Linked DNA regions of Gossypium arboreum: region 1 is linked to region 2. The links are chromatin contacts, called in public Hi-C maps. All regions are on one chromosome and are shown on one strand. Each heading gives the region's core, a stretch centred on a gene start, on an enhancer-like site or on the middle of the called end of the contact. The rest is flanking DNA. Distances are from core to core; before and after follow the strand shown.

Region 1 (5,182 bases), core at 303-2,802, 200 kb after region 2:
TAAAATACAATAGCTCTATTCTTTAGTAGAGGGACTTCTTTACTCCCTTATGATAATAAAGGGACTTTTGGGTACTTTCACTTAATTTAAACTATTCAAGTGCATAGACAATCAATAACCATTTTACTTAAAAATAATAAAATATTATTATACTAATAGTTTAAATATTGAATTACACTTTATATTAAATCTTAAATTATATTCACATTTATGGATAAATAATATCTTATTATTTTAAATTATTTATTAATTGAAGATAATTTTTTATTATATTAAAACTAGAAAAACATTAGAATAGATAAATTTTAATAAAATATTATATTACACTTTATATTAAAATAATTAATCATATATTTTAAAATAATAATTGTCACATTAATTAAATAGAGTTTTAATATCTATACTTCTATTTAAGCCCCGATTAATGTTACAAATTAGCCGACACCAACTCGATCAAAAATTTATGAAAATATCCTTTCATAATTAAAATAAGTTATATCATTCAAAGGTATTATAGTCTTTTACTTTTTAAAAAATCAATAAAAAATTCCATGTGTTTGGATTTGAACTGTATTATTTACATTAATAAAACATTAACCTTACTACTAAATCGAAACTTTATTTTAATATAATATTTACATTTTAATTGTGTTATATATATTTTATTACCTCTATCAATTATATATCTATACTAACATATTAATTTATTTATAATATATATAAAAATATGAGTTTGAAAAAACTTTGGAACGAATGAAAATACCCTTCATTTTTCATCATACTACTAAATTCACATTTTAAGATAAAAATTAAAGTAAAATAAAAATGATAATAATTATACATTTAAAAGAAATTATAATTTAATCAAAATTGTGATAATTGTTATACATTTAAAATTATTATAATTTAATTTAAAATTATTAATTAAAAATATTATGTTAATTTTAAAATAGAATTAGTACTTAAATAGAACAAGTATAAAGTATATGGAAAAATTGTTATAATTATAATTATAACTATAATATAAATTATTAGCTAAAAGAATTTACTATATTAATTTTATTGATGTAAAATAAAATTATTACTTGGAATTTTAATAATCTTAACGATCATTTAATTAATATATTAAAATTAATTATGTTAATTTTTATATGTATTGTAAGTATGAAATCTCACACATGTACACATGTGTGATAACAATTTTACTATAATTAATTAAGTTAGAATAATTAAACGCTTAAATATAATTTAAATAAAATATACATACAAGTTACATTAAAATTAGTTGAAATAAAATAGTACAACTCTGCCACCTTAATTCTCCTGTACAACTTCTTCTATTAGATCATCTTCAATTAGACGTGAATGCCACTCTCCAATCACCTCCACAAAACGTCTGGACGGTACACCAATGAAATTCGTTCGTGACCGCCACTCGCCAAAATTGAGACCGTTGATTGTTCAATCTATTTCTACCTCCGAACTACTCTCACAGTGTTTTACGGAATCTTTTTCTCCCAATTTGATCCGAATTAAAGAAAATATTGTTTTTGCCTGTTTGACTTAAATTAGATGTAAAAGATCCAATAGAATCTAAACCGTCCATAAATTTCCCAATCACTCACTATCAACGGCTGATATTTTCCTCAAAAATGAAGAATTTCTTTTTCTTTCAACGACTCCTAATCCCACCGTAATCTGGAGAGTCCAATTTGGCTGTTTATTTATTATGGAAAGGAAATAATTCGAAGTAAGGAATTCAGTGAAAATAAATTTAAAATAAAAATAAAAATCAGCAGGCTAGAAGGGAGGGAAGGAAAAGCCAGGGGCTTTGCGAGATCTCTGGCTCCCTCTTCCTGTTTTTCTCTTCGAAAATTTACTGAAAGAAGGCTTCTTCTTTTTTCTTTTTTTCTTTTTTTTGCTTGTGATCTTTTCTAATGGGTTTATTGGAAGCTTTTCTCAATTGGCTTCGAAGGTAGGTTTTTTTTTTTTTGGTTTGTTGCAATGTCACTCTTTTATTAATTTCTGCTGTTTTGTTTTTTTTCTTTTTCTTTTTTAAATTTTAGGTGATGTATTGGATTGGATTGAGAATTATGATTTATATAAAGTTGGGTTTCATCTTTTTAAAGCTAAAAAGAAGTAAAATTTTCATCTTTTGTTTGAGAATACAGTAAAATTACTTCTATTGTTAAGAATGTTATATCGAAATTAGTAAATTGATGTGTGGTTCATGAACAAAATGAATAAAAGACAATTGTTTGTTCTTCTTCTTAGAAAAAACAATAATGGTTGACTACATATTTAATGTAATTTTAATGAGTTAATGGTTTATTTTATTTTTTAATTTCTACATTAGAATGGGGGTAGATTGCCATACCATCGCCTCTGCAGATAAGGAAATCTGTGTAAGAAGGAAAATTTTCTAAGACAAGGAAGAGCTTTGTGGATGGTTCAATTCTCTTCTGCTCCACACTTATTTGAGATCTAATTTAAGTTATGAATGCTTTTTGGGTTTCATGTGCTTGGTGGAAAATTAGTTTTGTTTTTACGGAATTCACATACTTTTCAGTCAGTTTTCTGTGACTTTTATTGATATACATGTTTGGAGAATTCTTTAAATGAATGCTAAATTGCTAATTTGTGAGCTTTATCTTTCTAGATTGTTATTTAAGTTGACCTCTGTAGTTCAACTTTCATGGTATGAGGGCTTACTTCTTGTTTTGCAGCCTGTTTTTCAAGCAGGAAATGGAGCTATCTTTGATAGGACTTCAGAATGCTGGAAAAACCTCACTAGTAAATGTTGTTGCAGTAAGTAAATTAAGAAACTCAATGTAAATGTCACCGCAGTACTAAGAGTCCATTGCTAGCAATGTAGTATTGTTTTGCTTTATTCTGTGGCTTGACCTTAAGTTGTCTTGTTGGTTTTTTCTCAGACTGGTGGATATAGTGAAGATATGATCCCAACGGTGAGTCATCTTGTCTAAGAGGATCTGTATTTTCATCATCACATTTTTTTCTTCTTTTTAAATATGTGAATTGGTATGATATTGCTTTCCAAAGCTTTTATTTTTTTTTTGTCATAGAAGTAAGGTAATTAATGCCTAATGGCTTACATTCAGGTTGGATTCAACATGAGGAAAGTGACTAAAGGAAATGTTACAATAAAGTTATGGGATCTTGGAGGTCAGCCTAGGTTTCGCAGTATGTGGGAACGATATTGCCGTTCAGTTTCTGCAATTGTGTAAGAACTAAGAAGCTTCTTCTTTATTTTCACAGACTTGTTATTTCCAGTAACTCCCTTCTAAATTGCTTTAACAATTTTAGGGCCTGAAAAGGTTTGCCTTTAATGCAAGAAAGGCAAATAACCCAGAATAATAAACCCTCAAGAATAGTCTGAAAACTTGCCCTTGTCCTTCTCAAATCTTGAACAGGATACTATCTTAATTATATGAACTGCATTTACATGTTTCTATATCTATTAGCAAAACAACGAGCATTAGTGCAAGGAGAAAAAATCTAACTCTAAAGAATGGTTCTTGTTAGGATTTCTTACTACTATGATAAAGTTGTGCCTCTTCCGGTAGCGCCTTACAAATAGATCAATGAAAGGCAGGTATTGAAAACTTTACTTATGACCTATATCAGTGGATCAGTTGCAGCCGGTTTCAACTGCTGTACTTTTTGTGTATGATCATATGTTGTTCCCTTTTGGATCCTAGCTTCTTTGTTTAGTTCTTATGTAGTGAAACTAATCCAAATCCCATAAAAAAAATTGTAGTTGCATTTCATTTTTATGGATCCTCTCGTGTCTCACACTGTGTTTATAGTGAAATTACATGTAACCTGAATTTGGGTGTAGTTATGTGGTGGATGCGGCTGATCCAGATAACTTGAGCATCTCAAGAAGTGAGCTTCATGATTTGCTGAGCAAGCCCTCACTTAATGGCATCCCTCTTCTGGTACTAGGCAACAAGATTGACAAGCCTGAATCTCTTTCAAAACAGGCATTGACTGAAGAAATGTAAGATACATTTGTCATAATTCACTAAATTAAGTGGACAAAACAACATGGAACTGAACACATTGTCATAACACTGCAGGAGGCTGAAGTCGATTACTGACAGAGAAGTTTGCTGCTACATGATATCATGCAGGAACTCAACCAACATTGATTCTGTTATTGATTGGCTTGTAAAGCATTCTAAATCTAAGAGCTGAAAAAAACAACTCTTTCTTTTTTATTCAAATAAAAAAAATATCATCTTTGCTGAATCTGTGTTTTATAATTCGAGTTTCCCATCTGTAATCTTGTGGATGTTTGGGTTTTTATCATTTATGTCAACGCTTTCTGTTTTGATGATTTAATGGTAAGATGTATACAGAGAAGATTTTCACTTTCTTGTCACTTTAGCAAGATTTGCAAGTAAATAAAAATAATTGGAATTTTATTTTATTTTCTTATTGATTTCATCGACTTAATTTTTAAACCTTAAATTTAACCATCACAAAATTCAATCTAATTTTATGCCGACTAAGTTACCCAGGTCCATTTTTAAGTATATTTATGAAAATGGGCTAATTCTTGCATTATTTACTGAAAAGGGTCGATTTTGGCAAAACGCGTTTCCGTAGGAGCGTTTTAGGATGAAATTTTCAGTGAATAGTGCCCTTGGGGGAGCGTTTTTGCCATGTCAGCACAAAACGCGCTGACGTTGACGCGCTTTGCTGACGTGGCAAAAAGCTCCCCCAGGGGCCCGTTTTGCTCGTGTTTTTGTCTTCAACGCCTTTTTTCTTTTACCATTGGGGGGTCCAACAATCAAAAAAAATATAAAACCCCTCTCTTATTATTTCACATAAAATTTCTTCAAAATTTAGCAAAAAACTCTCAAATTTCTCTCTAAATTTCTCAAAGCTCTCAAATTTCTCCTTAAATTTCTTAAAGCTCTATTTAATTAATTATTTCCTTTAATTTTCTTTCTAAATTAGTATTTTTTTTATAATTTCAAAAAATTTTGATCGTGTTAGCAATGGCCTGGGAATTAATTCGTCTCGATCATAAACATATCTCTGTCGAACAAATTAAAATGGTAAGGGTTAATTTTAATTTTTGAATATTATTTAATATTTTTTTCATTTATGTAATTTTAATTAATTTGTATTTTATAATTTTTTATAACAGTCT
Region 2 (5,054 bases), core at 2,329-4,828:
TTTTATGGTTATTTAATAATATATTTTTATTTTTTTAATTTTACAATAAATTTATATGGATTAAAAATTTTATTCGTTCCACTGAGGATATGCTTAATTGAGCTTTAGGTATCCTGCAATCAGACATGAGGAATTAGAACATCCGTCTTTAGTAATAAGACTAATGACAGCACAATTTCCAATTTTTATATTGATGTTTAGTCTGGTTGCAAGTTAAAGTCCATCTCTTAAATCCCTATAATTCTGCTTCAAGGCTTGTGGCTTTTGGGATGTAATGGTTTATTCCACTGATCCACCTTCCATTAGAGTCAAGGATAGTAAGTTTATTTGATTGGAAAATCCTCCTACAAAATACACCCAACATGCACAGGTGCAGCTTGGAAATAAATATATGAATCTATGCATTTTGGGTGCCACAACTTGCACAAATTGTTTGCCAAGGTGAAAAAATGGCTAGCAATATATAGAAAGAAAGCCATATACATCATATATACATGTATTCTTGTTTATCAGTGAAGTACAGCAGCAAGAACCACTAGTATAAAAAAGAGAGAGGAGAAAGAAAAGCTTTAAATATAGATGGTGAAGAACTAAAGAAGGATGGAAGGAATATCAAATGTAGGCAACACCAATCTCTGGTGTTGCATGTCCATGAAGGGACAAGAGGCAAACTACAAGGGCCATGGTGATGGAAATAGCTGCTGAAGTCACAGCATTAAAAGTTGCAGAGAATCGCCTCTCTTGCAGATCCCACAGCGTCCTAACAAACAATCCCAAGCCATCAATCACCACCGCCAGCACCACCGCCATCTTTTAAAACAAAATTGTCAAGGGGTTACAGAGGAGAGGCTTTTATATTGATGGGAAACTCTCTCTCGGCTAGATAAAAAAGGAGTTATAAATGAAACTTCGACAGTGTCGTTTTGCAGCTGAAGAAAAAGAGGGTTAGTAGGTAAAAACCGTAAAGGCCGAAGGGATGGAGTGATGGAGACTACCGTCATTTTCCATGGCTTTTTCACGAAAAGGTTAAAGAAGGCGGCAGCTTCCGCGTTGCTTCCCATTTTCACCTGCGCTACCATTTTGCTATTTGGGAGCATATGGTTAGTAGAGCAATGGAGCTCCATACAGTCTATTTCCTTACAAGATACATGATTTTTAATAGCAAGAAAATGAAAAGAAGAAAAAAAAACCTATATTAATTGGGATTGTTAATCACATTAAGGCCAGCCAATTGGATCTTTTTTTCCCTTCTTGTATGGGATTTTTGCTTCATCATTCTTGTGATTCATACCCTGTCTTAAAAGTCGATGTCTTGGCCAAGTATGATCATATTTCTTGTTTTTTTCCCCCTTTATTTTCTTGGTAATAATACAGGATGAATAATATCATTCTCTCAAAAGTCTACATTTTGTAATGATGATTTGCTATTAGTCATATGTTAATTTGATTATTAATTCAATGATACTTTATACCATGCTGATTGCCAAAATCATCTGAAGCTTTGTAATAGGAGGGGCTTGAATCCTCCTATTTAAAAATAGACCATTACAGCATTGTCGGGAGAGGTATCACAAATCCCAAAAGGATTAGTCTTCATGGACAAGGAAAATACCTTAGTTATACCCAAACAAAAAGACACTATTACAGAGCATGTAAAAGTTACATGCAACTTACAAGAAAAGTGATATCTAGCATCAGCTCAAGAGAAAAATAAATAAATAAAGAAGGGGAGGCATTGCCATGCATGATCATGAATCAATTATGATCATCATTCATCAAGGAAAAACAACCATCTAAACAGCTTCAAATGTTTGGCCTATACTTGTTGCCCAGATCTTTTGCTTAACTGAGCAAGAAAAAGAAAAAGGCAAAAAGAGATTAGATGACTGAAAATGCGTATAAGATCATGATTTTCAAACTTGAGACTTTACCTGCATCTCTCTAGCCATTGAAGGTAGCCACCTCTCTCCCCTAATCCTTTTCAGTTCCGCGATCCTGGCTTCCTCTCTCTTTGCTTTTTCTTTGGCTGTTGCTTCTTTAGCTTCCAATCTAGCTAACGATCTCTGGCTTGCATATCTTGCTGCAGCCAATATATCTTTTCCGTCAACAGCTATGGACAATAGTTGTCGTCTGAACTGCATACCACCATGTAGCCAAATATAAATTAAGAGGAATAATCCAAAGTAAAAAGGGGGAAAAAAGAGTTAACAGAAACAAAAGAGATCCAGACAACAAGCGGACCTCTTTTGTGTTCTCATCAATCCCTCTTCTGGGAAGAAGTTTTGGTTTCTTTTGGGGTCCTTGAATTTCATCTGACAGCAAACAAATAACTCTCAGACCTCAAATACCATAACGTAGATAACCCTTCCGAGAGCTAGCTCAGAAGATAAGAGCAAATGCACAAACACATTGCAATATCAACACCAATCCGGTATCCTGTAATAACAGTTCAAATTTATTCAAAAGCAATAGGTAGAATCCCTTTGAAAAGTTTCATTAGTAACCTAAATAGGCTGCCATTTTTTCCCATTCACTAAACTCTGAATCTAGAACCAATCATTTGAGACAAATGTAGTAGCAAAAGAGACAAGAAAAGGTTGAACAATGCAGACTGTAAAAACATTTCTCTAATTGCAGCAAGAGATGAAAATAAGGGAAAGACGTACTCACCTACGTGGTCAAATACTATCCCAGGAGTAGAATTTTTAAATAAACGAACTCCACTTTCATTTACCACGCTATCATCATCTGGGACATTACAGGCATCCTTCACTATCACTAAGTGCTTCTCTAACATGTTATCCAAAAGCTTTTGTGCCTGCTTATGACTTTGTGAGTTAGCAAACAAAACAAAATAGCACAAGTGTTCAAACCGAATACTATTGCAATTGAATGAATACATACATATATATGATTTAAACATTATGAATTGAAAATTACTAAAATTGAGTCCTTTTAAGTCGTAGAACTGATCTGAAATACCCTCCATTAAAGTTCCTTCGAAGAAAATTAAACTTTCCGGCAGTGCACTCAAAATTGATGCCAAATTATGGTGAAAAAAATGAGTCTTATGGAAACTATCAATCCAATAAGCATGATTCAACACTCGACATGGAATCTAAGAGTTCATATTTTTTTGAAGTAGATATTAATCCAATTATTTGCAAAATTACCCAGATAAGCTAATGCTAAAATAACAAAGATAGAAACATTTGGGAACCTTGAGTTGGTAGTTTTTAAGCTTCTGGGGTTGCTTTCTCTGATTTATTTCATCAGATTTATCAACATAATCATCTGTATCTGGGGTTGGATTTGAAACGAGGTTGTTTCTTGTTGTTTGTGTTGTTACAGTGGAGCTGTTGGAACCGTTAGCAGTGAAAGTGGCGGTAGTGGTTGCAGCTATAGATTGAATGGCAGCTTTCCACTCGGCGTCCCCGTCTTCTTCGCCGCTGCTGCTGCCACCGCCGCTACGGGTTGGTCTTGCCATTGCTAAACCCGCAATTATCACCGTTGGAATATAAACCCTGTGGGATAAATAATTGGACTCTTTTAGGCTTGCTTTGTTCTATCCATGCAGGCCAAGCCTGGCTTAAATATTTTATAAAATGGGCCTAAGAATTAATCTAAATTTTTTAGAATTTTAATGATAAGAATCATTTGACTTTAAGTTAGATGTTTCAATGGATCTAATTTTACTTTCGAATTGCCATGACCAAATCATTTGAATTTAATTTTGTTGCCCACTTTGGTTACATTCCACTCTGAAAATGCTATTTAGTTTATTTGAATTAAAAGTTAAATTAAATTATTTAGTTCAATTCTTATAATAATTTATTCTCATATTGCTTAATAAACTTAAAACTTAAGTCATATTATTTAAAATTAAGATCCAAATATAACAAGATGGTTTGTGGGTTCTATGCTTAGAAAAAAACTGTTTAAAAATATAAATTCTAAATTGTGAAATTGGTTTTAATTTAATATTAACAAAAGACTTAGATTTTAAATTTTAAAAGTAAAATAAATTAATTTTAAAATAAAAATAGAGAGAGTTAAAAATCAATTTTAGGTTTCAATTCTGCTAGTTATTCAATCAAAACCCAATTTTATCATTAAAAATTGTACTGATTTTGCCAACAACATTTACATATTACACGTAATTGTAAAGCTTGATCTTTTCCCCTTTTTCTTTTCAGAGATAAAAAAAATATTAAGCTTTCAAAGTCGACTAAATTAGGCGCAAGAGCCGCTTTTTTTTTTTTTTTTAATTAGCTCTTTAGGCTGTTTTTTATTTAGCGAAATAGAATGTTTTAAAGTTGACTCTCCTTTTCTCTCTCCTAAAAACTCTAATTATTTTTAATATTTTAAGGCTAGGGTTAGGGCTTGGTGTATATTTTAAGGTTTATGGTTTTTTGAAAAGTTTTATGGTTTAGGGTTAAAACTACGAAAGTTTATAGGTAGATTTAAGGGGTTAGAGATGTAATAAAGCGCCTCAGAACACATATGTCATAGCTGGATAAGGCCATCACCTCAAAAACTCATCGTGGAGAAATTTGGTTTTGAAGTAATAATGCTTGATACGATCAGGGGTCGAAGTTTAAGTGGAGGTCCCAGTCGACGACCTCGATGCGGTCAAGGGTTCGAGTATAACCGGGGGGCAAAGTGACAATCGTTATGCAATCAGGTGTTCAAGCTTTTTGGATACACACAAACAATGCTCTATATATACCATACATAAGATTGAGACCATAATCATACGAAAAAACTCTGGGAACTTTTAGTGTAATCAACATAATTTTTTTCTCTATTTTCAAGCAGCTGGTATCTTTGACCTTTCATTCTTATCCGAAAGCTGACACCGAGGTGGACACAAGAGGACTCTCAGGTGGAGAGCAGATGTTCCGACATAGTAGAGGTCAAACTTGGGTCGGCGCAGCGCTACAGTGGATGTAGTTATTAATGGTTTGTTTAATAACAACAACAGTCATCGCCCTAAAAAGAGCATCACATTTCCTTCACCACAATAGTTGCTCCTCGCTTGAGAGTCTTCTTGT

What was found. Hi-C and Micro-C count contacts between places; a contact is called where the count stands out from the background.
Region 1: a Hi-C map of leaf shows a contact between it and region 2, with 2.6 times the contacts expected there. The contact joins the promoter of LOC108473594 here to the promoter of LOC108471187 in region 2. A contact is called at or near these places in 2 of 5 Hi-C or Micro-C datasets (both in leaf).

The regions. Positions count from the first base shown.
Region 1 is chr11:41,225,111-41,230,292 of ASM2569848v2, forward strand. It overlaps LOC108473594 (ADP-ribosylation factor-like protein 8a), which reads left to right and starts at 1,553. Exons shown (of 6, transcript XM_017775261.2): 1 at 1,553-1,975; 2 at 2,727-2,808; 3 at 2,934-2,966; 4 at 3,120-3,241; 5 at 3,860-4,021; 6 at 4,101-4,365. The coding sequence starts at 1,938. The coding sequence ends at 4,218.
Region 2 is chr11:41,019,451-41,024,504 of ASM2569848v2, forward strand. It overlaps LOC108471187, which reads right to left and starts at 3,579. Exons shown (of 5, transcript XM_017772796.2): 1 at 3,221-3,579; 2 at 2,671-2,818; 3 at 2,242-2,312; 4 at 1,932-2,135; 5 at 1,481-1,846. The coding sequence starts at 3,487. The coding sequence ends at 1,817.